Linked DNA regions of Mus musculus: region 1 is linked to region 2. Evidence: chromatin contacts called from public Hi-C data. All regions are on one chromosome and are shown on one strand. The core of a region is the stretch at or near the end of the contact, and the rest is flanking DNA. Distances in the headings are between cores, read along the strand shown. Region 1 has its middle 63 kb from the start of Gm34784. Region 2 overlaps Nfia (nuclear factor I/A).

Evidence for each region. A called contact is a pair of places that touch in the nucleus more often than the background predicts.
Region 1: a contact with region 2 is called in a Hi-C map of the MNK3 cell line, with 3 times the contacts expected there. The contact joins two enhancer-like sites. A contact is called at or near these places in 3 of 484 Hi-C or Micro-C datasets (the MNK3 cell line, granulocyte-monocyte progenitors and palatal mesenchyme) and 1 of 115 datasets of contacts at active chromatin or transcription factors (bone marrow-derived macrophages).

Annotation. Positions count from the first base shown.
Region 1 is chr4:98,187,353-98,191,133 of GRCm38.p6, reverse strand. It overlaps the pseudogene Gm12691. Among named protein-coding and RNA genes, the nearest start is that of Gm34784, 63 kb to the right of the region's middle. Within about 2 kb of position 1,928, at least 32 of the 459 cell types and tissues checked have an H3K27ac peak or open chromatin away from gene starts, as enhancers often do. A contact at or near this core is called in the MNK3 cell line, where this site is marked.
Region 2 is chr4:97,843,514-97,847,140 of GRCm38.p6, reverse strand. All of the region lies in intron 2 of Nfia (nuclear factor I/A), which reads right to left. Gm19417 (a long non-coding RNA gene) reads left to right here. Exons shown (of 2, transcript XR_376437.4): 2 at 1-3,627. Among named protein-coding and RNA genes, the nearest start is that of Gm19417, 24 kb to the left of the region's middle. Within about 2 kb of position 2,035, at least 58 of the 459 cell types and tissues checked have an H3K27ac peak or open chromatin away from gene starts, as enhancers often do. A contact at or near this core is called in the MNK3 cell line, where this site is marked.

The DNA.
Region 1 (3,781 bases), core at 679-3,178, 340 kb before region 2:
CATCCACAGGTAACAGGAAGAAAGAGACACTGGGCTTTTCAAACCTCAAAGCCCACCTCCAGGGGCACACTTCCTCCAATAAGGCCATGTGTCCTAATCTCTCCTTAGTAGTGCCACAGCCTGATGACCAAGCATTCAAATCTATAAGCCTATGGGGGCTATTATTATTTAATCCACCACATGAGATTATACTGAGATGAGGGTCTATGAACCAGAAAATCTCCTTCATCAGATAACAAATCTGGCATCTTAATCTTCAATCCCCACTTCCCATGAAGTTCTTCTCATTCTCCTGGGAGGGCAGTTCACAGGCTCCACCTGCTTGAATCTGAGGTAATGGACTTGCAGTTCATTTCTCTTTCTAGGATTGTTTAAAACTTCCCAAAGCCTTTGAGGAGGCTGAAGTAGGACATGTGGGAAGAGGAGGATTTCCTAGGCCGACAGACATAGTAAGGATCTCCTTAGATCTGTGAGTGTAGAGACTGGAGATGGAAGCAGTGTTTTAAAAAAGGGACAAGGCCTCAGATGAGAAGACCAATGGTCCCATATAAATATGGCTTGGAATAGATATGTGGGCTGGCTCTGTGCCTCTGTACTTGTTCCAAGAACAGAGTAAACAGCCGTGAGACTTCTTCCATGCTTTGGGGTTATGGAAGACTCTGGATGTTTGTACTAATGTGAAAGTGAGGACATCCATAATGGGTGAAGCTAAACTTTTCACCTACCCAGTAAAAGTAGATTTGAGTTAGAAATGATGCGTGATATACAGAAACAAGAGAAATATAATATTGCTTTGAAATTTTAGACTGGGATCCATATTCACTACAGGATTTATTGAATTTGACAGTCACCCCAAATACTTTTGAAATAAAATTATGTACAAACAGAAGAAAGCTGTGACTGAGGATAAGCATGTGGGTTTCAGGGCAGTTGGGTCCATGTTCTCTAGAACTGGGTGCTGCTTCTGTCTGATTGGAACAGTCAGAGGTGTGCTTGCCCAGAGATAAAGGCTTTGGTTAACTTTCCTTAGTCATCAAAGTGACGTTTTGGCTACATTCCACCCTAGTGCTTTGTTATATTTCTCAGTGGGATCAGAACTTCTGTTTCAGAAGGGGTTGATGTTGTTGATCCTGCTCAGTTAAACCAAGACTGCATCCACAGGGCTCATCAGAGCATCTCTAGACAATGGAAACAGAAATCCAAGGACAGGGAAGGAGAGGTGATGGGGAAGCAGCTAACATATGTGAGATCTTTCAGCTCAGGGAAGGTCTGCGTGTGCCACGAGGTGGGCAAGGGCTGACGACAGAACAGACTGAAGGGAACAATTCTTGAAGGGACTTGATCCCAACCCCACTGCTAAGGGAAGATTCAGACAAAGTATTTAGTGAGCACCTGAAGGCTAATTGGTAGTAAGTGATCTCAAAGCAGGAGTTTTATAGGACTATTGGGGAAGATAGTCTAACACGCAGTAAGTCTATAGTCTAATACTGTTTAATGAAAGGTCAACTTTTCTTCCTTCTCCGGAAACCACACTTTCCTTAAGGGTTTCCACTGAAATTCTTTCCAATTTTACCCTTCTTATTTATTGATCCAGAAGCCTTGTGGAGAAGGTTAAAGACAGATATGTTTAAAAGAATTAAGGGAAGAGATCCTACTGACCCAATCAAATCTTAATGGGGGGTCAAAAGGCCTCCGGGATGCCAGGCTTTGAAGATGTCCACAAATCAGTTTAAAGGGAGAGAGGCGTGGAGGTGTCTCACTGTTCCTAGTAGACTCCACTTTCCTGAAGGGGCAGAAAAGCATGAGTTCAGCACAATTGGTATACTAGAGAAGTGTTTCCTAATGATATTTGTACACATTCTTGTTGCAGCGTGGTTAACAAGGGCCAGATCGGTTGTGGTTGAGTTATAACTTGCCATTTTGTGGGTTACATATTTGTAAATAGGCCAGCTTGTGGTCTTAATTGGGGTCACTGTGGGAGGGGTTTGGGGTGGTGCAACAAGGTCACTCAATTTCCCTTCTGCGGTTCTTCATTAGTCATTTTGTGAGGAAGTGCAGTGAGCGTGAAGAGGCCGCAGAACACAGTCTCTCTGGGAGAAGCCGTGGCTTCCAGAGCATGCAGGGCTGGAGATGATTCCATGTGTCAGAACCGATTTTCCTCAAACTTGAAGGAGTTTTCCTCCTTTCTCAGAAGGAGGGAGTTGGTATACCAGAAGGAGGGAAGAGATCCAGCTAGCAATCCCATGTTTGGCTGCTTTCATCGCTTTCCTATTTATGTTTTTGTGATTTTGGATAAGTTCTTGCTAAAACTTGAGTGTTCATCCCGTATTACTACTGGGAACTAGAGTAATGGTATTTAGTTGAAAACATTAAAAAATAATGGTGTCATAGGCTCCTCTTGCCGTGAATGTAGTAATGCCATTGTCTTGGGAGTGATGTCTCCCACAAGCTTGGGTTTGGATCCATCTTTCTTGCTCTCCCTGCTTTTCACTGTGATGGCACAAGGTGACTTCCGCAAGCTGCTTGCACCCTCATGTTGGGTGTCAGAAAGCACTGTGTTCAGAATGGTAAGAAATTCACTTCTCTTCTATACAAATAACCTAGCCTGTGTCATTTTGTTAGAACAACACAAAATGGACCAAGGCAACTCCTTAGCCTTTCTGCTGTCTTGTTTCTCATCTGCAAAATGGGCTAAGAAAATTCCAACCCAGGGCTGCTTGTGTGAAGAATGGCTGTGTCCATCAGGCACCTCCAAATGCTAGCAAAGCAAGTGTTTTTCTCCTAGATATACTCCAGGCAGTCCAGAGTGATTTGTCAAATGGAGGCAGGAGGAAATGGACACTTCAGAAAATGCTTTAGTTTTGAAAATGCAAGATTAGGCAAGTAGGGAAATCAGAGGGATTTTGTAGAACAAAAGCAAAAGTCATATTTACCACTCCATGCTGCATACTCTGGGGAGTTATGGGGCATCTTCCATCGAGGTACCCGACTCAGCTGGAGAGACAAACACCTGTGTCCAAGAAGCTACAAGAAGTTAATAATCATAACCTGCATTAAGCTTATATCCACAGATACTTGGCAGGTAAATTAAGAAAGTGTGTCTGAAAGGAATGGTGGACTGTTGTGGATTCAAGGGTTTCATAAGGTTTTCCATATAGCTCCCGTGAAGGGAGTCATATGAAACTGGGTAGAATCTCAGCCAATAGAAAGAAAATGTAATTCATGAAAAATTTGAATGACAATCATTGAAAAACTTTCCCAAAGTTTGTGAAGCAAATGGAGGTTCACTAAAACATCTAATACTTGAGGGGCTGAGAGGTGATTCAATTTCAAGGGCACTGGTTGGGCTTCAGGAGACTGATGCTGGAGTCTCAGCACCCACATGGAGGCTCACAAATCTCTGTAATTCCAGTCCTAGGGGATCTGGTGCGCTGTTTTAGGCTTTTGTGGGTACCAGGCACACATGTAGTATACAGACAGATAGATATGTAGACAAAACACCCATATGTATACAAAAAGAAATTTTAAAATATTCCTAGTGATGGCAGAAGTGTGCATGACTTCTGACCCAGAATCTAGCCCTTGACTCTCCATGTCATTTTCTGTTACAGAATCTGCTGTCCAGGCACAAGAAGCTGCCCCTCTCTCCTGTCCCCAGTTTGTAGCTACCATTTCACCTGGGATGGGGTAGGCTACCATTTCCTATTTTCCACAGCCCTACAATACAGAAGCAGACTTTTAGGCATGCTTGCTCAAAAGGATTGAGTCTGAATTTTCCAGG
Region 2 (3,627 bases), core at 786-3,285:
AAATCCTCTACCAGGAAGAGGGATTCTAGATGCTCTCTCTCCCTCCCAGCATGGGACACTTCCCAATCCAGAGTAGCTCATGCTGATTTGATGAAGGCATCTGAGAAATACTGTCATCTACCAAGATCCTGGCTGCCATGTACTTTCACAGCATTTTAGGATTTCATCTACCTTGCCTAGTTTTATTCCCTTAACAACCCATTGAGATAGGCAGAACAAAGAGATAATCAACTTCTCCACTTCAAAGATTAGAAAGCTGAGGTGCTGGGGTGTTACAAGCCAGAGAGAAGTGTACAGAGGGAACGACCTGCAGCTGGCAGACCCCTGATTCCAAGGTGAGCCTGGAAAGGATGCCATCAACTTGCAAGTTTCAACTTTCAAAGTATGCTCAACATCACACTTTGATTTGGCTTCCACCATGACCCAATTAAGTAGTTAATTCTCACATGTAAGAATGCTTACAATGTTTTGTCCTTGAAAGCATCTTTCTGGGTTAGGGTTACCTTTAATGCCAGTCTTGGTAAGTCGGTTGCCATTTCCTTGACTAGAGCATATAGGGTCCTGACATGATTCCTCTGAGAGGAAGATGGGGAAGAAAAACAAGACAGTGAGCAATGGATTCAATTAGTTACAGTATAATTCTAGCAAGATGAGAAAGATCAGACACAAGGCAACTACTTCCGGGTGGCTAGTAAGTTCAGGCAGGCACAGAACAAGATGCTCTGAAGACACCTGGGCAAATAAACCACAATAAATGGGCAGCTCACAGGCAAAGTATTTAAACAGTGCTGGGATGTGCAGGCAGGAAGACAACTGTACTTCTTCATACACACGAAGTCTTATACAGACCCATTTCTCTAATGAAGCCCTCACTACAGGGCAACCAGAGATTAACCCTATGGTTACTGGAAGCTTTGAAACCTGTATAGGGATTTTCTTTCTACAACTTCTCAAATGAATTAAGATTCTTTGCTAAACAGAAACCAGAATGCAGATCTAGTACACTTGTGAAAAGCTGATTATTTGAGCTGGACAAAATATAAATTCCAAGTATTTCTTTCAAAATATATTAATCCAAAGCAGGCAGTTTGTAGTAAATACAAAAGCCAATGCATGGGGATTTAGGTTGTTTGTTTCTTTGAGCAATTTCAGAACTTCTTTGTGCAAATAAATGATTAGGTAATCAGGGTTATAAGATTCCAATCGTTAAAATTAATGTTCAAGACACAGAGGCAACTATTTCTCACATCTGAGTAGACCAGTATGTTAAGTAGAACTCTCTGCAGTGCAAACAGTTTTTAAAGAAACGTGAGTTTCTATTAAAAAACAAAACAAAAAAACCATATTTTTCTAGTTGAAAACTAGAAATGTGGTTGGGCTTAAGGGTGTTGCTCAGGAGTAGTAGGCTTGCCCAGAATTCTGTGGTGGGCACACCACCACCACTACTACCACCACCACCACAGTAATAATTAATAATAATAATAATAATAATAATGTGGCTAATTAATAAAGCTGGTAAGTGATTAGCAGAACCCACACTCTTAATCTTACTACTCTGGAAGACAAGAAGGCTTTTCTGTCATGAGCCTGTAGTCTCATTGCTTAAGAAAGATCAGCTCTTATGGCCAGTGATTCCCCTGCCTCAGCTGAGCTAATCTGTCACAGACACATCTTTAATTTTCCTTTTATTTCTCTGTAAGATACACAAAGCTGTTAGCGGTTTATTCCTCTGAAACCTGGGGATTCGTGTAAATAACTTTTAACATGGTATCTCAGAGAACAATTTACAGAGCACTGTGGCATAATGTAATTCAAAGTTGTGCTTGATTTAAAATGTTTAAAGTCCAACCACAGTGTCAGCGTGACCAGAGAAATCTCTTACAGAGTTTCACCCTCGGCTGGGTTAAGAGACAGTGGGTATTAATCCTATGGCTTCTTCACCAAGCTTCCTTTTTGTGGTCAGCAGAGAGGCTATGTGGTTGGTCTGAAGGAGTCCAAAGTCTTTTTTCTGTGTTAAAACAAGGGAAAGTGGGCCGCTGACAGAGTGAAAGAAAAACCACAGCCGGCCCACTCTGCTGCAGCGTTCCCCTTAAATGTGGCCTCAAGCTATTCTGCTTTCCAAAAAAAGGTTTAATTTAAACCATACACAGGGCTGTGGGCTGCCACGTTTCCAAACTCAACATTCCTCTCAAATCTGTGCTCTTCAGAACCAGAGTCCATTCTACTCAGACATGCTTTAATAAATAAAATATCACTGCCCAGCCATTACTTAATTTGATAATAATATGCCCTTTCCCCTGCCTCTATTGGCAGTATTCTAAGTGCTTATTCAAGTGTCTTGGATGGCTGTAAACATCACCTGTAAAATCCAGTTGTGTTCTCTTTTGGGAAGCAGAGGAAAGGCAAGAAAGGACAACAATGTGAGGGAACGTAGGGATATTTATTAGCAAGTCGCCCAGAGCCCATGAAAACCACCATGATGCAAAGCAACTATGTGAGTCTCAACGAGCTTAGTGCATTTATTTTATTTTTTAAAGAAAACCAAAACAATCTCGTTTGCCTATTCCTTTGACATCAGAATCTAGTCTATCTTTCCAAATACCACCAGGAGAGATACCAGTCACCAGCGCTGAAAGCCACACAAGCCACATGCCCAAGACAAGTCCCAGCGGGATCAGTGTGGCTGATCACCAGGCTGACCATGGTGAACGGGGTGAATGCTCCCCAGTTGGGGAGCTTTAAATTTTTGCCTCCGTGTATTCACTTGTACGTTCATTAAGAACTGCAGCCCCAGCAGGCAGCCCAGCCCAGGGTTTTCTATGTGAGCTACCGTGCTCTATTATACATGACACTTGTCAATTAAAGAGGAAACCCTTTTAAAGCAAACTGAAGTTAAGCTGGTACTTTCTTCAACATCTGATTTACCGCTGCTGTTATCGTCCAAAGGGAAGTTTGTTTTAGAACAATGATAGCAGCCGTAATCCCCCCATTTTAGTAGTGAGGGATTTAAACACATTCAAGGCACTGGGGACCGGTCAAAAGGCTCCTTTCAGCAGAACTATGTATTTTCAGTGGCAAAAAGGACGGTCTCATGATGGGATAACTGCCAACAGTGGACAATGTTTTAGCCTAACGGTTAAGAGAATATCATTTTAAACTACCTGGTATAATACAAACGTGGCACAATAGATCAATGCAATGAATCCTCTGTAGTCCCTAAAACGCTCTCCCAAATAATGGAATCCATTAATAATGATTATAGTTTCAGAGCTTTTGCCACAAAAGTAATGCCCAGTGCTACATCTCGACGGTCTCTAATAAATACATACAAGTCCTGCAAAAGGAGCAAAATCATAACAGAGCAGCTGAGTAGAGATTCCATTGAGCACGAAATTTAAAAGCCTACAGGTTAGCTCTATTCAAATCTGATCTTTTTTTTTTCTGGCCAAAGGCATGGTTTTTATTTGTAAAATGGGACTTGGACCAGGTGACATCTCAGAATCTTTCCAGCTCTGGTTCCTCGGGGGCTTAAAGTTTTTGCTAATGTTATGATTCATAATGAAGTTACTTTAATTTTAGTTATAATTATTCAATTTATTCACTTATTATTTATTTATTGTGTATGTG